Linked DNA regions of Arabidopsis thaliana: region 1 is linked to region 2. The links are chromatin contacts, called in public targeted proximity ligation maps. All regions are on one chromosome and are shown on one strand. The core of a region is the stretch at or near the end of the contact, and the rest is flanking DNA. Distances in the headings are between cores, read along the strand shown.

The links.
Region 1: a targeted proximity ligation map of shoot shows a contact between it and region 2, with 12 read pairs. A contact is called at or near these places in 3 of 26 Hi-C or Micro-C datasets (callus, root and vegetative nucleus) and 1 of 2 datasets of targeted methods (shoot).

What each region holds. Positions count from the first base shown.
Region 1 is chr1:29,574,310-29,577,259 of TAIR10.1, reverse strand. emb1473 (Ribosomal protein L13 family protein) reads right to left here and starts at 1,454. Exons shown (of 4, transcript NM_106510.3): 1 at 1,012-1,454; 2 at 518-703; 3 at 147-317. The coding sequence starts at 1,263. It overlaps AT1G78620 (integral membrane protein (Protein of unknown function DUF92, transmembrane)), which reads left to right and starts at 1,459. Exons shown (of 5, transcript NM_106509.4): 1 at 1,459-1,924; 2 at 2,279-2,532; 3 at 2,680-2,803; 4 at 2,917-2,950. The coding sequence starts at 1,502.
Region 2 is chr1:29,535,634-29,538,752 of TAIR10.1, reverse strand. It overlaps SPS1 (solanesyl diphosphate synthase 1), which reads left to right and starts at 1,271. Exons shown (of 6, transcript NM_106498.4): 1 at 1,271-1,776; 2 at 1,931-2,055; 3 at 2,149-2,276; 4 at 2,381-2,484; 5 at 2,569-2,696; 6 at 2,795-3,119. The coding sequence starts at 1,590. It overlaps AT1G78520 (Carbohydrate-binding X8 domain superfamily protein), which reads left to right and starts at 41. Exons shown (of 4, transcript NM_106499.5): 1 at 41-151; 2 at 252-280; 3 at 364-601; 4 at 752-947. The coding sequence starts at 97. The coding sequence ends at 777.

The DNA.
Region 1 (2,950 bases), core at 205-2,704, 38 kb before region 2:
AGGGAGTTGGAAAACTAGTAATCAATCAATACCAATATCGCAACAAGTAGTTTCCAAGTTCAATCCATAAGTTTGAAGAAACACGGATTTGCTAAGTGTTAAGACTTAAAGGAGACTAATAAAGAGCTGTGGATTATGTATCTAACCCGTCCCTTTGGAAGCATTCCACGAACAGCATGCTCAACGATTCTTTCAGGAATTCTCTGCTGCAATTGATCAAATGTCTCTACTGTCATACCACCAGGTCGTCCTGAATGCCTCCTGTACAGCTTTTGGTTACGCTTCTTTCCAGATACAGCAACTTTCTCAGCATTCACCTTTAACCAAACAATTGAAAACAGTATTAGAGGTACCAAGTTACAAGCATTGCCCAAACATCTACATAGAGGCTCTACATCTTGCTGCTAATGTGAATCTTACTAAAACCAAATCCCAAGGCTCCTCCTTCAGGAAGAAATTAACTAAAGCAGCACATCAAATTTCTTATTCTCTACAGATAGCTCAAAGAAACTCATACCACAATCACAAAAGCTCCCATGTCGACACTAGGAGTGTAAGAGGCAAGATTCTTCCCACGGATGTGATTAGCAATTGTCGATGCCAATCTACCAAGAATTTTGTCAGTTGCATCAACCACAAACCAGGGCTTGTCCGTGTTCACATGGTCTGAAGCTTTTGGATACCATGTCGTGTTCCAGATGTCCTGTAAACCATAGAATACACTCAATAAAGGTTTCAAGCCAAAGACTTTTAACTTCTCTCCAACCAAACATTAATAATTTCATAAAACGTCCAAGTTAACAAATTCAGAAGAATAAACATCAATTTTCGAAGCCAATTGATGCAGACAACACAGCTAATGAGTCAAAGGCAAAATCCACTACTTAATAAATCGCAATTGGGAGAAGAAAAAAACAAGCCATACTTCAAATTCAAAGCAAGAGCTAAAGTGCGACACTTTATAAATGCGTAGATGCTAAACACAGAGGGAGATAGAAAAATTATCGTTACAGGGCCATTAGCTTCTTCTTCGTCGAACATCCATCGTTGATTCGCCGGAACAAGAGAAGTCGTCGTCGTCGGCTCAGCTTCACACTTCACTTGCAATCCTCTTTTCGAATTCGCATAAATGCCGACTCGTACCGACGGCTTCGAGATAGCCGTTAAAGAGAACCCTAAAAACGGAGACTTTCTCTCACTTCCGGAGGATTTCACGGAAGAAGAAGAGAGTATCACCGTCGAAGACGAGCAAAGAACCGCCATTTTTGTTTTTCTCTCTTCTGCAAATTTCTTCTGCTCTTTCCGATTTCTCGGATAAGATTGGGTTCTCAGTAAATAGTAGTAGTGGCAACACCGTAAATAATCTGATGAATACGACCGAAAAATAAACACAACACGGGTTAAGGATCCGGGTTTTTTTCGGAGCTCCGGATTCAACCCGAAATACTGTTTTTTTTTTCTCAATAGGAGAGAAAGGTCTTCTTCGGAAGCAAGCTAAGTCATGGCAACGATTTCGTCAACTCTACTCTTAAATTCTTCTAGATCAGCTTTACCACTAAGATTCCCAAAATTCTCGGGATTTTCTTCTTCCTCTCCATTCGCTAGATCTTACAGATTTGGACGACGTAATCTGGAACCACTTTCCAACGGAATGCTTTCGTCGGGAAGTAGAGCCGACGGTGCTACGGCGGCGGCTGCATCGATGGAAGGAGTGATGACGGAGGCGATGAAACTGATTCAATCGGCGTCACCAACTTGGAAATCAGCTGTGGCTAACAATTTATTGATTTTTGTTCTCGGTTCACCGCTTCTTGTTACCGGATTGTCCGCTTCTGGGATCGCCGCCGCGTTTTTGCTTGGTACTTTAACTTGGAGAGCTTATGGCTCTGCTGGTTTCCTCTTAGTCGCTGCTTACTTCGTCATAGTAAGTGCATTTGTGATCAACCTGAATGTAATTCGGTAACTGACTCTTAGAACGTAGAAATTCGCTGCTTTGATTTTGATTTCGAGCTGATGAATGAAGAATGTCCTTAGATTTTAGATGTGTTATTGTTTAATTTAGGAATTGTGGACGTGTTAGAGATCCTAAATCACGTTTACAGATTAAGGAGCTACTTTTTCTGATCATGCTCAACATTGAGATACTTAGTCTTTTCTCTGCAATGCTTTAAGTTTTAGATTTCAATATCGTGTTTCACCCCAGAGCTGGAAATAGTAACAGTAAATTTGCAATTGATTCTGGCGCTGAAGTTGGTTTAGATGATTTACAATATCACAGGGAACAGCGGCAACGAAGGTTAAAATGACGCAAAAGGAAGCACAAGGTGTGGCCGAAAAGAGAAAGGGTAGAAGAGGACCACGCAGTGTGATTGGTTCAAGTGCTGCTGGTTGTGTCTGTGCTTTTCTTTCAATATATCAAGTGGGAGGAGCAGCTTTTTCCCAGCTTTTCCGGCTTGGTTTTGTTTCCAGTTTCTGCACTAAAGTATCTGACACTGTCTCGAGCGAGATAGGCAAAGCTTATGGAAAAACAACGTGAGTATGCTACTGTTATCCAGCTATAGCCTCTTCTGTTATGGTCTGTGTCTGTTTTCTGTCTGATGTATGGCATGGACTTGTGGTGTCATGACATGAATCCAATCGACAACTGAAATGATCTTACTAACCATTGCCAATTCGCAGGTATTTAGCTACGACATTTAAGATTGTACCAAGAGGAACAGAGGGAGCTATGAGTCTTGAAGGAACATTGGCTGGACTTTTAGCATCATTTTTTCTTGCATCTGTTGGCTGCTTCCTGGGTCAGGTAATAGTGTTATTTGCTACCAAAATTTCCCTTCACAGCTTCTTTATGCTACTAAAGACTGTTATCATTACACGATTTTTAAACTTCTTTTCCTTTTGATATCTTGAACACAGATAACTCCTCCAGAAGCAGCTGTATGTGTACTAG
Region 2 (3,119 bases), core at 22-2,521:
TAAATTGTTTTATTTTATAAAATTGATTCACTTGCTCATCATTTATATACACCAAAGAGTGTAGAAGAGTTCTCTCACTCAAACAAAAATCAAACAATGGCTAAAGCATGGATCTGCCTTTCCTTCCTCATCTTCCTCTACCTTGTCTCAGGTATATAAATTACCAGTTTACCACTAATCAGCCATCCTAGTTTAATTAATTTAATAATCCTAATTAACAGTATCATCCTCATGTTCTTTCCTTTTAACAGAACGAAACTTCATCAACGTCAACGCAGAGGTATTTGCTTAGACCAACTATCAAATTGCTATCTGATTTTTTTTTCTTACTCAATGAGTTTTTGTTCTAAGTTGTTGTTATAGACCAAGACTTGGTGTGTGGCTAAACCTTCTTCCGATCAAGTAGCACTTCAAGATAACATAAACTTCGCATGTTCTCATGTTGATTGTCGTGTTCTTTTGAGTGGATGTCCATGTTACTCCCCTAGTAACCTCATCAACCATGCATCTATCGCCATGAATCTTTATTACCAAGCCAATGGAAGAAACTATTGGAACTGCAATTTCAAGAACTCCGGACTCATTACCATAACTAATCCGAGTGAGTTTGCTCTTTCTCTTTAATTATGCTATCGAAAAACACTTCTCTATCTATATATAGAGAGAAGTGGTTTTAAAGGTAATTTCATTTTTACCTTTAAGTATCTGGTTAATTATATTAAAGGTAATTTCATTTTTTCTATATGTGTAGGCTATGGAAACTGCTACTATGAATAAACATGAGCAAGAAAGGAAAAAAAAAAACCATATTTCTTACAAGCAAACAGAAGAGGAATGTGTTTTCTTGTTGTTGCAATGTTTATGAGTTATAATTTAAATTTCCAAAGTTCGCAGATTTTGATTAATCAAATTTGATAACATAAAAGCAAAAAAGAAAGTATCCAACACTTATCAAAATTTGATCACAATTATTCCATCTCATTTTCAGTAATGACCCTTATTACGTACTGACCGTAAACATAGAACTTACCGTAATTAAGCTTTTAAAATTGAATTCTTCACCACATGAACATTTGGAAATATGTAGAACAACGTAACGTTTTCTTTTCTTTTTTCTTTGGTGTCAGAAACTAACGCATTTCTAAAGATTTTTTTTTTTTATAAAGGTAACGTATTTCGATATACTCGAATGTTAGTATGTTAAACCATTGGATAAATGACACGTGGTGAAATCTTAGCCTCAAGATTAGATAAGCGTAGACTAATCAATCGTTTCCCTCTTCTCCTTGGTATTGAACAAAAACACAGTCGTCACTTTCGTGCCTCCCGAATGATCTCATGTGGGCTTGTCTCGTCCACCCAACAAACTATAGAAAAAAAACTCGATCGGCTGATACTTAATCACCCACTTGATTTTGTATTTTTGTACCTTTTTTTGTTGTAATTTTTCCATACACCCAATTTCCCGTGGAAGAAAAGGAGTCAGCTTTTTCGTTTGCTTTAAAGCTTGAATCTTTACATAGTTCCAGTTACTTTCTATAGAGCTTCATAATCCCTAGTTGCCCAAAAGGATTCTGGGTTTTGTGAGAATGATGACGTCATGTCGGAATATAGATTTAGGTACGATGATGATGGCATGTGGTTGTGGCCGTCGTCAGTTTCCTTCATTAGCGAAGACTGTTTGTAAGTTTACTAGCAGCAATAGAAGCTATGGCGGTCTGGTGGGGAGTTGCAAAGCGGTGCCAACGAAATCAAAGGAGATCTCTTTGCTCAATGGTATGTATGATTCTCACTTAAAGTCTTAAACTTTTTGTTTTATGTGATTAGATATTTGATTTAGTTTTTAAGTGTTCGTGAACCTTGTTCTACAATAGTTACAGATTTTTAAGAATCACTGGAGTTTATGCTTATTGCCTCATGAGAATTGTAGGTATTGGTCAATCTCAAACAGTGAGTTTTGATTTGAAACAAGAGTCAAAACAGCCTATTTCGTTGGTGACTCTGTTTGAGCTAGTAGCTGTTGATCTGCAGACTTTGAATGACAATCTTTTATCGGTTAGTGTTTCTTATAAACTCTTTCTGGCACTGTCTTTGTCTATCCTGTGTTTGAAGTTTCACTAGGGGATCTAACAAAGTGGTTCTTTATAGATTGTTGGTGCGGAAAATCCGGTTTTGATATCTGCGGCTGAGCAGATTTTCGGAGCTGGTGGTAAAAGAATGAGACCGGGTTTGGTATTCCTTGTATCACATGCCACGGCGGAATTAGCAGGCCTAAAGTGAGTAGTCTAAAGACTTTACTTTATTTTGTTGGTATTCCTTTCATTCAGTTGGGTATCCATCTTTTATCACAAAATGATCATATTCAGATGTCTTGATGCAGGGAACTAACAACAGAACACCGGCGTTTGGCTGAGATCATCGAGATGATACACACTGCAAGCTTGATACACGACGATGTGTTAGACGAGAGTGACATGCGAAGAGGTGAGTTTTGTTAATAGTTATGAGATTCATCTATTTTTGTCATAAAATTGTTTGGTTTGGTTTAAACTCTGTGTATAATTGCAGGAAAGGAAACAGTTCATGAGCTTTTCGGCACAAGAGTAGCGGTGCTAGCTGGAGATTTCATGTTTGCTCAAGCGTCATGGTACTTAGCAAATCTCGAGAATCTTGAAGTTATTAAGCTCATCAGTCAGGTACTTAGTTACTCTTACATTGTTTTTCTATGAGGTTGAGCTATGAATCTCATTTCGTTGAATAATGCTGTGCCTCAAACTTTTTTTCATGTTTTCAGGTGATCAAAGACTTTGCAAGCGGAGAGATAAAGCAGGCGTCCAGCTTATTTGACTGCGACACCAAGCTCGACGAGTACTTACTCAAAAGTTTCTACAAGACAGCCTCTTTAGTGGCTGCGAGCACCAAAGGAGCTGCCATTTTCAGCAGAGTTGAGCCTGATGTGACAGAACAAATGTACGAGTTTGGGAAGAATCTCGGTCTCTCTTTCCAGATAGTTGATGATATTTTGGATTTCACTCAGTCGACAGAGCAGCTCGGGAAGCCAGCAGGGAGTGATTTGGCTAAAGGTAACTTAACAGCACCTGTGATTTTCGCTCTGGAGA